Linked DNA regions of Triticum aestivum: region 2 is linked to region 1. The links are chromatin contacts, called in public Hi-C maps. All regions are on one chromosome and are shown on one strand. Each heading gives the region's core, a stretch centred on a gene start, on an enhancer-like site or on the middle of the called end of the contact. The rest is flanking DNA. Distances are from core to core; before and after follow the strand shown. Region 1 holds the start of LOC123180397 (putative uncharacterized protein DDB_G0277003). Region 2 holds the start of LOC100137006 (mitogen-activated protein kinase 14).

The links. Hi-C and Micro-C count contacts between places; a contact is called where the count stands out from the background.
Region 2: a contact with region 1 is called in a Hi-C map of leaf, with 4 times the contacts expected there. The contact joins the promoter of LOC100137006 here to the promoter of LOC123180397 in region 1. A contact is called at or near these places in 2 of 5 Hi-C or Micro-C datasets (both in leaf).

Annotation. Positions count from the first base shown.
Region 1 is chr1D:76,088,277-76,095,546 of IWGSC CS RefSeq v2.1, forward strand. It overlaps LOC123180397 (putative uncharacterized protein DDB_G0277003), which reads left to right and starts at 2,866. Exons shown (of 10, transcript XM_044592442.1): 1 at 2,866-3,069; 2 at 3,667-3,736; 3 at 3,937-4,068; 4 at 4,156-4,216; 5 at 4,294-4,372; 6 at 4,477-4,561; 7 at 5,146-5,202; 8 at 5,484-5,594; 9 at 5,874-5,944; 10 at 6,158-6,632. The coding sequence starts at 2,963. The coding sequence ends at 6,506. It overlaps LOC543105 (serine carboxypeptidase 2-like), which reads right to left. Exons shown (of 5, transcript XM_044592441.1): 5 at 6,726-6,979. The coding sequence ends at 6,815.
Region 2 is chr1D:76,863,474-76,870,629 of IWGSC CS RefSeq v2.1, forward strand. LOC100137006 (mitogen-activated protein kinase 14) reads left to right here and starts at 3,462. Exons shown (of 10, transcript XM_044592445.1): 1 at 3,462-3,668; 2 at 4,701-5,106; 3 at 6,026-6,153; 4 at 6,240-6,299; 5 at 6,943-7,092. The coding sequence starts at 4,710.

The DNA.
Region 1 (7,270 bases), core at 1,616-4,115:
TTATTGTGCAGTTGCAGGAATCATTCTAATATTTAGGTTTTTTACAATTTGGTCTTGCACATGTAGGTCCTGCTGTCAGAGGCTTAGACCCACTGTTCGACCCATTTTGCATATGGGGAAATGAGATGTCCATGAATATCAGTCAAGTCAAGAAACTCAGAAAGATTATTAGGATAAATAAACTTGCGACGAATAACAGCAAGATCTTTGTTTGTATAATGAAGAAGACATCAGTCAACTATAGGATGGTACCAACTCTTTTACCTTGTTTTTACCCCTTGCGCCATTTCAAAATTTACAACAGCGATTTATGCATAGCTTTGTTTTCAGTACTTTTCAAGTCCACCGATGATTACCTCTCAAACCACCTGCATGGTCAAGAGGCGAGGAAGGTATTCATTAACACCCACAGTACAATATTGAAGTCTTGCTGAAGAGGACGAAGGTTGGGCGGGCAATTATCCATAGCCACTGGCCTAAAGTTGCAAGGACATTCAACATCACTGAAGGCTCAATATTTGCCTTCCGCTTCTGCAGTTTCCCAGATGAGATTCATCTGTCTATTTACCGTGTATGATGCTACTTTCCAAAGGTTTTTGATGCTGCATGTGAAACTTGCTGTTGTTGTGTAATGGCGTAACTGAGTGCCGAAGCTATCTGATGTAATTCGATTATGAAATCCTAGTTGCTTTTATACGGATATGAAATATCTGGCGTGTTTTATAAGAAATATCAGTTTGATTAGTACATGGATTATCAATAATAGGCTAATTATCCTGCTTATTGGGGTTTTCTATTGCAGACGGTTACTCAGATAACACCGTGGGCGAAGAACTCAAACAACCCGCACGGTTTCTAGAAAGTAGGCATGTTCGATCAACTAACAATCACACATGGCTTCCGGCAGCGAATTGTTTGTGTTAGGCCACCTTGCACAAACGTTTCCACACAAAGAACTGTGTGTGATATACATACCTACGAAAATGTTTTTCTAGGATTCACCGTGTGGGATATACATACCTACGGAAATGATTTTCTGGGATTCACCGTGTGGGATGTACATACCTACGGAAATGATTTTCTGGGATTCACCGTGTGGGATGTACATACCTATGGAAATGATTTTATGGGATTCACCGTGTGGGATGTACATACCTGCGGAAATGATTGGGTTTCGATGCCTCGCCCGATCGCATACGGCCCCAGCCTGGGTCCCAGGAGGGCCTATCCCCGACGATTTTTGGGTCGTGTGGGAAGGACCCCCCTATCGCCCACACTCACTTGGCGATGGTTCCAAATGCCGTCGCGGAAAGGGGTTAAAAACCGTTTGTTTAGCACGTCGCTGTACCAGTGAATGGCTGGAATTTTACTGGCTGAAATGTTAGGAGAAACACATCTAACCTAGACACCGCGAGCGAGAGAAAGGAGAGATGTCAACCTGGCCACCAACATCACCCGGGTTCTTTCGCCTCCGTCGGCTGCTCCGGCAGCGGGGGGAGGGAGGGGAACCTCGTGATCTTGTCCCGCATCCATCTAGCAATCTAGGTTTTCTTAATTAGGGTCTTTGGTTGTCCATGGCTTTAGCTCTGACGATGGCAATGGCGGCGAAGAATAAGGTTCCTCCCGATCCTCCTCGAGTGCGAGGGATCTCACTATTGTTGGTATTTGATCTGGGACATAGTGTCCGCTTCGTCTGGATTCTTTCATGTTTGGGGAGGGGTGCTTTGTGTGTATTGTTCATGGCACTGGGTTGAAGACGTGGAGTTCAGTTGTGTAGGTGTGTCTTCGACAGATCTTGTTGGATTTGGTTAGTTTTGGTCTTTAGTGGATCTTCTTGAATCCGGTCAACGCTCATAATCTTTGGAGTATTTGTAGGCCCTTCTCAACTTTTTTATCTGGAGCGATGATTTTCTATGCAGTTAGCAGCGTTTTCTGGTCTACAGCCTGACTTCCCGGACAATGCTTCTATGAACCTTTGGGTTTAAACAAGTGTGCTCCGTCGGCGGGACATAGTTGACAACGAGCTTTTCACATGGTGTGCCGCTAGTAGATGCGAAGAAGACTTGGGACACCCAAAGATTTGAATTATTTTATTTTTCTACAAGTGTGTGTTTTTAGGACATGTGATACTTAGTACTCCGTTAATAATTTTTAATAGTCATTTTTAACTTTATAAGCAAAAAATATCAACATGCAAAACACCAAAAAATAAAAATAAAATACATTTTATGATTAGGTTTAACCAATTTTAATTTATGGATATTGATATATTTCACTATAAATTTGATTAAAGTTTGAAAATGTTTAATTTTTCGAAAAACTATACTCTCTCCATTCCATTACAATCTGCATTATAAATGGGTTGGTTCGACCTAGCCTGGGTTATAGGGGCCAGGCACGACCCACGCAGGCATGCTAAGTACACAGGTCGTGCCGTGTCGGCACGAGTGCTGCCCTTCCTGGCGCGAGCACGGTCCCCTCTTACACAGATCGGCACGGGTGACCCGTTTAGCCCGCTGGTCCGCGTAGAATTCAGCCTATAGGGCTGCTTTGGACCTATATTCAACCTATCAGGATGTATAAATAAAATAAAGGAATAATTAAACGGCCGTGTTGTGCCTGCACTCATGCCCACCTCACGGCCCTAGGCGCGCCACATGCCAGGCGCACGCCCTGATTATAAAGTGTCGGGCCAGGCCCACAACGGGCCAGGCACACGGGCTATGGGGCCGGCACGCTAGGTTTGTTTTTATGTACTACTAAAAAAACCTGCCTAAAACCTTCCAAAAAAAAATCTCCTACCTAAAACCTTTCCTAGAAAAGGGCAAAAAGGTCAACCGCCGCCGGCTACTGCTGCTGCGAACACAGGCTTTTTCCCAGCCCCACGGTTGGGGGGTCGCTTGCATCACACCCACGCCGCCTCCGAAAAGCGCCGCAAATCCGTCCCAGCTGCGCGGCTTCCATGGCTGCCGCGGCGGCTGCAGGGGACTCCGGCGAGCAGCCGCTGCTCCACCTCAAGCTCGCCTTCCTCGCCCTGGAGCCCCCCGCCTGCGTCCTCACCCTCGCCAGGTACATCCCACACCACACTAATCCCTTTTGTGGGTAGCACATATCAAACTTCCTGCGCCACCTATGCGTTAGTAATCGGATCCTCGATTGGCGATTGCCGCTGCTGGTTCAGTGGCTTGCTGCTCCTAATTCGGCCGTTTTGGCGCATACGCCATGCTCTGCTTCTGTGCAGTAGGCTAGTAGCAGAGGTAAGATTATACGGCAAACACATTACACATGTAACAGTGTGGGTTGATGCTCAGGAGAATGCATGTCAGAAAGCTTTTCTGGCATGTTTTTCTTTGTCGATTTCTTTTTAATCTCTTGTTACTGTTTGTATGATTTTTCTTCTGTAACACACATTTAGTTGTATGGTTTCGGGGTTCTACCGAAATACTAGCTCTCTAGAACACGGTCGATTGAAATAGCTAACAAGGATATCCATGATCAGCACCTGTTAAATTTCACACAAAGATACGAAAATGCGTCGAGGGATTCATATGGATTTAAATGTACAAATAAGTTCAAACGAGACATAGTACTTCATTTTCCTTTTTGAGTTTTTGTTTTAAAAAGTATGGTGATATTTATTTATATTTTCATATTTGGTTTATGCAGAAAGGCTGGTGGAGGTTCTGTCACGCCACATGTTCAAAATTTTATTTTGGAGAACTGTGTTGGCACTAATGTAAAATACCTTTCACTATTTCATATCACAAAACTTATGCACTAAAATAACCATGATATACATTAAAATTCTATATGAAAAAATAGAATTGAAATTTAATGCAGTTGAGGCTGCACTACAGTGATGCGCTGTAATAGTTTTCTTGTTATTGGTCAGTTTTTCTTCCTGTTGCTGGTCTAAAGCATTGTGTACTCACACAGGTAGGGGGAGGTCCAGATTGTACATATGTGAAAACTATTCTTAAAAAGGTTATAGCTGAGGCGGAATTATCGTCAGATATTGTGATTGATGAACTCTATGAGGAATTTGGCCGTTGTATGTCGTCAAGGGCAGTATGTGGACCTCATTTTGTAGTGCATCTCAATAATCGAGTATTGACATGATGTACTGAAGTAGTCCATTTTGCGGTTTGTGCGCAGAATAACCCAGAGCTTAGCCTGGCCAAGATCTACAAGGAGATATCTTTTCTTTCTCCTGCATGTGAGTTATTAATTTTGAACATTTCTCTTACAAATTTGCACAGGTAATTAATTATAACAATTTATTTATTTATGTAGATGAGAATGTATCCTCGAATCCAGTAAGTTTGGTTGCTCGATTATTATGTTCTACTAACATGCTCGAAGGGGATACAGGGTACAATGGCTCTAAATCTTGAAATACATGTATTCATATATTCTGTTAAGCTACTTCCATATTATATGATTCATTCAGGTCAGCGGGCATTTTTATTCTTGCAGGTGCTGTCTTTGGCCATCAAGTTTATTCTTATCTGAGTTTATTCTTTCATTCCCAGAACTTTTCGCCAAAAAATGCTGCTTTGAGGTAAAATTGTTGTAGCTGTGACTTTGAATAAGATTTACATAAATAATTTAAACTCAAGCGTATTTATGGAACATGTTATGCTCTTGCATACTGGCCTTGCATTCTATTTTCTGCCATCATATAGCATTTTAGATACATTCACTGATATGCATATTATGCAGAGGATTAGCAAATTGAGGCTGTGAGCTCTTGCCCTTTGTAGAGAACCACTATCAAGGCTCGATTTGCACATTTTTAAGTATGTTTCTTGGCATTCAATACAAATATTGTTGTACTAAGTGTGTGCTTGTGGTTGTGCACGCATTGTACTGCCTTTTGCACCCCCCAAACAAATCTGAACATGTGTTAGTCGGTTGCATCTCCGGCAAGTCAAGCCTTTTATTGCTTCCATGTTTATGTTCAGCTTTTGCTTGAGCAATTAGATAGGCTGCAGTGGGGGCTTTTCGTTGTTAAATTTAGCGTATTTTTAACTGCCTGACATAGTTACATACTTAGACGTTTGGCCGTCAAAGGTAAAAACTCAAGAATGTGTTATTGACAAATTTAATATGTGATTGTTTTTCTTATGTTTCCATGATAAGCAGCTAGGTTCTGGTGTTGGTTTGGTTGGTGTATGTCTAAACCATGTTGGTGCTTCCAAGGTATGAGCTTATAATGACAAGTCTCTGTTCAAGTAAATGGTTATCTTTCTGCGAAACATGGTCGTCATAAAAATTTCTTGTCTTTCCCGGTGAAAAGGGTGAGGTAAATATACTAACATAATTAATCCTTCAAATTTAAATTTCACAACAATTTGATAACCTAAGCTATGAGTGATTTATGCCATGAACTATCCATGCAACAAAGTTCATAAACTTCTTCCAAGGTGAAACACTGATAGGAAAAGGAACACATGTAATACAGAATGTGTGTGATTATGCAGGTTATTCTTACTGATGGTGATGCATCTACACTAACAAACATGAAGGCAAACATGGAAATGAATAACTTACACATTGAGGATTCTCAACTAGTAAAAGAAAGCAAGAATAAGGTTTGTTCAATTTCTTAAGTTAATATCAGATTGGTTTCAGTACATTTCTGTTTGTAAAAAATAATATGATTTTAGCATTCTGGTTGGTGTAGCATATAGATAGCGCTACCTCAGATACATTTGTTAGATAATGTATGCATGATTATATGCATAATGTCTTCTGTTAATAAAGACGAGTGGCACCATTATCCCGCTTGGTGGTACTTACCCACAAGACCACAGCTTTGGATGAATGCATTTTTTGCCTAAACTTTAATCTTACTATACCCTGGCATGTAGGTAGAGTGCAAATATCTTTCCTGGGAAGAAGCGTGTGAAAGCGATTTAAGAGACTACCAGAGAGACATAGTGTGAGTATTGTATGTTCTTTTTGTATTGTTAACCTTTGATTATTATTATTTTGTTAAACCGTTGGTTCCTGAAACTAATTTCAAATTTAAGCACTACTCTAAGAACCTTATTGGGCCTGTTAGAGAATGAGTAGCCTACTTCCGAAGTGGATAACAGCACATTTTCCTGCTGTTCATGCTTCTGCGTATCATTTACCCTCTGTCTCTTGCCAGTCTTGGTGCAGACATTATATACAACCCGTCCTGCGTGCCCCACCTGGTACGAGTACTTTGTATGCTACTTAGAGGCGATGATGGACGACATGAAAGTGTCAATGCGGCAACCAACGGAGAAATTGGTGACGAAGTATCTGGGACCACCGCAACCGGAGGTCCTGTGGCCTATATTGCCACGGTCATTCGGAATGCAGACACTTTCAATTGCTTTGCCAAGGCAGCTGCTGATGCGAAGTTGTCTGTTGTCAACATTACCAGCAGCGCAGCTCCATCCAGTTTTCTTCCTTACATGATCTCATATGATAGATCGAGCGTGCAACTTCTTAAGATTACACTATTATCCTAAGTTGCTGGTGAGTGCAGCTCCTGTCAGTCTGTTTTGACGTTGCTACTTAAACGTTTATTGCAGAGACATCAATCTTATCGGAATATCAGTCGTTCGTATCAAGTCTGTCCTAAAGTGTTTCCTTCCTGTGTTCTTTTGTGCTTTGTGCTGGTGCTCTGTGTCCATATTCTCGATAAATCGCCGCATTATGTGCATATATACTAGCTATCCAGGAAAAAGTAGTTAAGAAGCATCTATTGCTTTATTGATGATCACTCTTGTTTTTTTCACATCCAGATTACTACTATTTGACTTCCATCGCTTTGTTGTTAAGCCAGCGTCGCATTTTTGGTCTGGCCTGGCATGGGCTTGCCCTGCAGGAAGTACTGAAACAGTACGAGCGCTTGCCGCGGGCGGTGCAGAGGAACCTCATGGCCCGCACCTCTGACGGACACCAGTGTAAGGCCCTTGTACACCTGGCTCCAACCGCCAACCTGGTCAACAAATCCATCACACTAACACTAGTTAATTATGTGTGTGACGTGTACTAGTAGTTAATAACACACACTAATGTGACATCTAAATGTCTGCTGGCGTGTCGCATGCAGGAGTGTAATCTCCATTCGGCCATGTGAATCGAATTAACCAAGCTAAGAAAATGATAGGAGAAGGTAGATAATATTTTCACGTGTCCTGTTATGTAGTCTATTTGCATGCCAGCCAGGGCATCTCAATGATTCTATTGATGTTACTGCTTTGCAAAAGAGTTGAGTGGGATGATGCTG
Region 2 (7,156 bases), core at 2,212-4,711, 780 kb after region 1:
TATTTTTTTTATGTGCCCTCGGAGTATCTTTTACTAGAAGCATGTCGAGTGCTTCGCTGCATTGATCCTATTGAGCATGCTTCACTAAACTCTGGATTCGATGAATAGGCAAAGCACATGGTGCACCATGCAAGATGCAACATGAGTTGAATAGAAAAAAATAGGGTATGCTTGCCTAGGCATAAAACGCAAGCTATCTCAAAAGAGATCATAAGGAATGCAAAACTACACATTAATTTTGTAGTTTTTTTATAATTGTAGCATATTTTCATGCATTAAAATTGATAAAGAATAACAGAGGACATGTGTTACATTTGCCATGCGGGTTGCAACCAACATGGAGATGTATAATTTCTACCTGTTCTAATTTGGGGATCTACGCCATTATTCTCGTAATCACTTTTTGTAATGATTTACAACATAAGACCACCACCAATAGACAGGAGTATATAACTTTTTGTTACACTTTATTACTCGAGAATAACAAACTCCTTACCCACAAGACGATGGATAGAGATATATATTTTTCCGAAAAGAATGATAAACCTCCAACCTCTGCATTGATTGATGCAGACAACCATATATTATCAATTATTCATAATTTCAAATCAATTATTCATAATTTGAAATAACTATTGACCTGCAAGACAAAAAATACAAATAGATGGAATCATCCTCCCATTCATCACAGTTACTTGAACAACTAGGTCAAAAGGTAGTTCTCTTCAGAACAAATAATCTAAGCATGAAAACCAACGATAAATCGATCACTTAATGTAGATATTGAATACATATATATATATATATATATATATATATATATATATTTATGGTTATTTACAGAGACACAAAGGCCCCCTGAGATATGAAAACTAAAATTGTAAATTAGATGACTCACAAGGCCCATACAGTTAATAGTTAGTGCGCTCTCTCTCTCTCTCTCTCTCTCTCTCTCTCTCCGGTCTGTCCTGCAAATTTCTAAAAAGGTCCTTAGGAACCGTCAACCATTTCGAGATGACCTTGAAACATAATTTCATTTTTTATTAACCTACATAGATAGGCCCATGATTTTGTTTGTACTATTGCTAATATGTTGCTACTAGTTGGCATTTTGTCTGCCAAAACAAAACTCCTAAGCTATTAGTTTAATGAAGCTTTTTGTAATATCAAAGACAAGTTATGAGCACCTTTCATCGTGAAGATTATCCTTCTAGATTCATGTGGAATTTGGATGCCTAGTAATAACAAAGTTGTTGGTAGAGAAGAACCCTTGTTTTAGAAGTGGAAGCAAGTTTACAAGCACTAATGGTTATGGTAGCTCACATAGTAAAAACAGTATGTTGCCTCCTTAAAGGATTGGTTAGGATGTTTGTAACTATTTTTTTTTGTTTATTTCGTGTAGAAAGCTATTGTATTGTTTATTTTGTAAATGTATTTTAATTTGTATAGATAAAGGGAATTTGCAATGGGGCTTTGCCCTGCTATACAACTAAAAAACTCTTGGAGATATATGTTACATGGTGTTTGAGTTGAGCATAGGTAACTCTGAACTTTCTAAAAAAACAGACATCGAGATAACCAATCATTGGTTGGATGGTTAGGATGGTGTTACCCTATCCCACTAGAGATGAAACCACATGTTTAATGCTTGAAGCTATGCAACTCTAGTCTTTAGTAGGCGTTGCATGAGTACATGAGTGTGCATGAGCACCTACATTGTATTTGGTCGTTCCAATCGATCGTGATCAAACATGTAGTTGCATCATGGAGGAGGTACGAGATGGATCGATGCACCATGAGCGATGTACTCATCTCCTTCCCTAGTAGCCTCCAAAAAAATCTCTTTTGCTAGTCTTCTATGGATATATGAACCAAAGGTTACCTCCACTACCCTTCTCACCTACCATCTATGAGGGTAGTCTTTGTCATTTTTTGAAGGACTCCTAGCATATAGTATATAAACCCCCATGGGCAAGTGCATTGTGGAGGCTTGAAGCTTTAGTACCCTCCCCTTGACTATATTCAAGTTGGCCTTTGCTCTTTTCCGACACCCTGCCAACACTTTTACCCTTGGAGCCATGGCCGACTCACTGACACCACTATTTTATTCTCTCTTTCGTTTGACGAGGGCTTTATGGGAATATATCGACTGCAATAACAAAAATACATAGAGAAAAAGAGGCCATGATTGTATCGTGCATTAACAGACCATTTTGCATTTTCCTTTGTATAGTGACCAAAGTGAAGTAAGACGAGAAGCCTAATAAGCATGAACACATTTTACTTCTTCAATTACTATCAAGAGAAGTTTTTCGTCATACTTTGACACACTTGTTCACTAGAAAGCCAAGATACATGATGCTTGGACTTAACAAACTGGGTAAATGATGTGTCCTCAACAAAACACCAAGAAGTAGTGTTACGATCAAGCATACAAAAATCATGGACTCTAATAAATGCCACGCATGTGGCACGAACACATGGCAACCCCGAACGGTTTTGTGACACGAGGATGGCAACTTTCTTTTCAGATGGCAAGTTTTAGTTTTTTTTTCTTTTTTTCTTTTCGAATGACAACTTTAGTTTAAAAAAGTCAGGGCGGGATTGCTTCGTGTCACATGTGTGTGTGAGACTTATCATCTGAAAAAATCACAGGTATACAAAAAAAAGGAACATAACAATTACCAAAAAAGAAAATAACCCAAAAGTTAATCCGATGAAAGCATAAGGACGTAAACAGCACATGCTAATTTTCCTGTGGTTTTCTTATACGGACGTTTTTGTCTCTCACCAAGTTGCTTTCAGCATTTCCCCCAGTAAAGTTTGTTTTATCTTTTTCTTGACCCATGCTAGAACTCTTACTTCATAACCATGTCCGGCTCACCGGCACCTATATTTCTTTTCTCTTTTTTTTTGAGGGATATATTTCTTTTCTCTTTTTTTAGGGATATATTTCTTTTCTCTTTGGTTTGACATCGGCTTTATGAAAACGTATCAACCACAACAAATAACATTAAACAAACCCAAAACGAGTCAGTCATTGAATCGTGCCTTAACAGCCTACATGCTCCACTTTATACTTAATGTGGTGACCAAAGCGAGTAAGACAAGAAGCTCAATCACCACAGACGCATTCCACTTCCCCAATTGACATCCGCACAACCCCTTAACCATACCTCGCCACACATCTTCACCAGAAAGCCAAAGACATCCCCCAACCTAACAAAGTAACAAAGCCGTGCAAACGAGCTGTCCTCAACAGACCCAGCCTCATCGTCGCCAAACAGCACGTCAAACGGGAAAGGAAACGATGCGGCACCGGCCCCCGTCCCGACGGCTGGCTCCACGCCGCCCCTCTCCCTCTCCCTATCGGAGTGGGCGCGCCTCCAAACCGAACGGGGCCAAGCGATTTTCTTTTCTCGTTTTATATAAACGGATAAACAGAAGCAAGCCCGGAAATCTAGTTAAACAAAGAGAGAAATAAATCTCGGGTATAAATTCCGAAAGCGGAGGCCACCGGTGGCCTTCTCTCTCCTGACTGCCCAGCTACCGCCGCCCCCCTCCCTCCCCTCTGTCCTCGAGCTTCGCCTTGGATCGCAGCGCAGCGCAGCGCAGCTGGACTCCTCCCCTCGGCCGCGTCCCCCCTCGTCCTGCGCGCGCGTGAGCGAGTGAGCTCCCTCCCTCCCTTCCCCCATCCCCATGCCCCCGCTCTCCTCCTCCTCCCCTACTTTCTTGCTGGATCGGGGGCGCTTGAAGATCTCGCCTTTCTCGCGCAAAAGATCCCCTCTCCTCCTGGGAGAGATCTGCCGTGAGGAGGCGGCAGGGGCGGATGAAGGAGGCCGTGCCCCTCTCTGTTCCGCTGAGCGCTCCTGCCGCCCCCACGCTCTAGCGCCGCGCTGGGAGTTAGCAGCCTTCTTTCTTTTCTTGGAGTGGATTGGTAGTGTTCTTGGTTCGGGATCTTGGTGAGTCTGGAGCTTTTGCTCGCCGAATCGCGAAGCTGCGCTGTTCTCGTGGTAGACTTGTTCCCCGCTGTAAAACCTGGCGGCTAGACGGATCTACTCGATTTGGAGTTGGGTTGCTTTACAGATTTGGAGTACTTTTTGGTGGAAAAGAATTGGCTCGGCCGTTTGGTTTTGTATAGGTCTAGTCAGTTCCTCTTGTAAATTGATTGATGCTCGGCAGTAATGGTGCTACTGTTCATTTATTCACAACCCTCTCAGTTCGAGCTATGAACCCAACTTTGTTAAAGCCTTGACTTGAGTAGTTGTGCTGTCGTGTTCATATTTTTACCCACCTCTCTGTGCGGCAATATGCATGCTTCATGCCATCCGAACAATTCCATCGTTTGGGCAAAAAGTTTCAACTTGTTTTGGAGAACGAAAGTAATGCCCCGGACAACGTTGTATCACGTGGTTCTAGTGCCGTTCTTTTGCTTCCAAGCAACTTTTTTCAGATAAAATTTGTTACTTGACGATTGAGACCATGCTAGTTTGCGTCGTATGAATTCTCCATGGAACTTAATTTCCTATGTGGTCATTTTCGCATAATATTTGGCAAGTGTCTTTTTGTACATAGTCCTCGTCGCTTGCCAAATTATGACTCTAATATCTATTTTGAGTGTCACCATCTCACCATGTCATACTAAAGAACGCAATTCATCAGTGCTCAAGCTGACTCATATTCTGTTTTTTGTGACACAGACATCTCAAATGGACTTTTTTACTGAGTATGGTGAGGGAAACAGATACAAGATAGAAGAGGTTATAGGAAAAGGGAGTTACGGCGTGGTCTGCTCTGCTTTGGATACTCACACCGGTGAGAAAGTTGCTATCAAGAAGATAAACGACATCTTTGAACATGTGTCTGATGCGACACGGATACTCCGCGAGATCAAGTTGCTTAGGCTCCTAAGACATCCCGATATCGTGGAAATAAAACATATTCTACTTCCTCCATCGAGGAGAGAGTTCAAGGACATATACGTTGTTTTCGAACTCATGGAGTCTGATTTGCACCAAGTTATAAAGGCGAATGATGACTTGACTCCAGAACATTATCAGTTTTTCTTGTATCAGTTGCTCCGAGGATTGAAATACATACATACAGGTAACCGATTTATTTTCGCATCAAAGATGCCTCTTTTGCATATTCCAACAGCTGGATGTCAGGTGTCTCAATTTACTAATAATTGTAGCAGCCATAAATGGTCAATGTGTTTAAAAGTGATACACATGTAAGTAGATAACAATGCCATGTCAAATTCGAAACTATATTTCTAGTATCCGGCGACGATGTATTGGTCGTGTTGGTATTTGTGAAAACCTTTAAAACCAATGGTATGTTCCACAAACTTTGTAGTCACGAGAGCAATATGGACCTGTGTAGTGCTTTGATACAGGTCACACAGTTCGCTATAGTGCCCGGAGAACTCTGGAAATCCAGATCTTATTTGTGATTTGTTGAATTTGTGCTAGCTTGTCACAGCCTGAGTTGTGTGTTCTAGTCTAATCACCTAGTAACTGATCAATGCTGTGATGAAAAGTTACTGTTAATCATTTGAGTAGCTACAATCTGGACGTGCTCCCAAAGCTTCTTGTGATGCTACAACAGAACTGTGGTCCTAGTGAGGATGCTATTGGTGCTGCTCTTTGTGCCAAAAGTCAGCGACTAGATAGGCATACTAATCTTGTGAAGCACTGTTTGAGGCTAGAGAACTTCTGTTTAAACTTTTTTTATAAATATAAATAACTTATTTGTGATCAAGTAGTTATTTTCAGTTCTCTTTTTTGGCATGCTAAGAAATAATATTTTGCTGGTATAATAACAATGAAAAACGCATGCGTCATCTCTCCATTCAAAGAGCAATACTGTAGAAATCCCTTTTTTTCAGATTATTTAAACAGATGAGTATTAATACTTTTGCTATAGATACAAATGTGGCATTATGAGTTGATTGGCAATAATATAAAACAAGACTCATAGAAAAATCATTTTGGCTGATGCATCTTCCAATAGCTTCTTGCAGCAAATGTATTTCATCGAGATCTCAAACCAAAGAATATCTTGGCTAATGCTGATTGTAAGCTCAAAATATGTGATTTCGGTCTCGCAAGGGTAGCTATAAGTGATACTCCAACCGCAATATTTTGGACGGTATTGCAATTTCCCCCTACCATGCTGACCATTTCTTTTGGCTACTCAATATCAATAACAGCAGCTAATTTCTTATCCTGTTTTAGGATTATATCGCAACAAGGTGGTACCGAGCACCTGAGCTATGTGGATCTTTTTTCTCCAAGGTCTGTATATGTTAAATTTCATATGAGTCATGGTATCGACAGTATTTTTTTTATTTTTCCCTCATATGAATCTGATTTACTTCGTTTACTGTTTAAGGCTTTAAGGGTTCTGCAACTTTGTGACAGCAAAGCAAAGTAACATCCCCCTGGCATTTCCTTAGTAGTTCTTTTCCTATTTCATAACAGGTTGTGTTCTAATATATACTCCCTCCGTTCCAAAATAGATGACTCAACTTAGTACAAAGTTAGTACAAAGTTGAGTCATCTATTTTGGAACGGAGGGAGTATTAGCTATGGGAAACAATGCCAATCAGCCAGCATGGTTAAAAAATAAATGGTTAAGAACACATTCCAACATCTGGCACAGTTCATGTTTTTTTGTCTTCCACCCTAAACGGATCAAATATTTTTTAATTTGCATATTGTTTTTATGTTCAGGGTAATCATACTGCTTCAATGTCATTCAGGAACGACCTTGTTTTCTGTATTTCTTTTCGCAAACCGAATGATTAAGCTGTCAAAGGAATAAGGGCACCTCTAGTTGTAACTCAAGTACTCTATGTCTAGGTTTGATTAATCCAGCTAAACATATTCTGGAATATCTTGAGCGATGTATAACATTATGTTCTTCAAAATGTTGCAGTATACACCAGCAATAGATATATGGAGTATTGGATGTATATTTGCGGAACTTCTAACTGGCAAACCTCTTTTTCCTGGGAAAAATGTGGTGCATCAACTTGATATAATCACAGACCTCCTCGGAACGCCTGCTCCAGAAACAATTGCTAGGGTCAGTATTGTTGGCATAAAACAGCGTGTTGTTTCCAATACAATCCTCTGATGTTTGTAGCTAT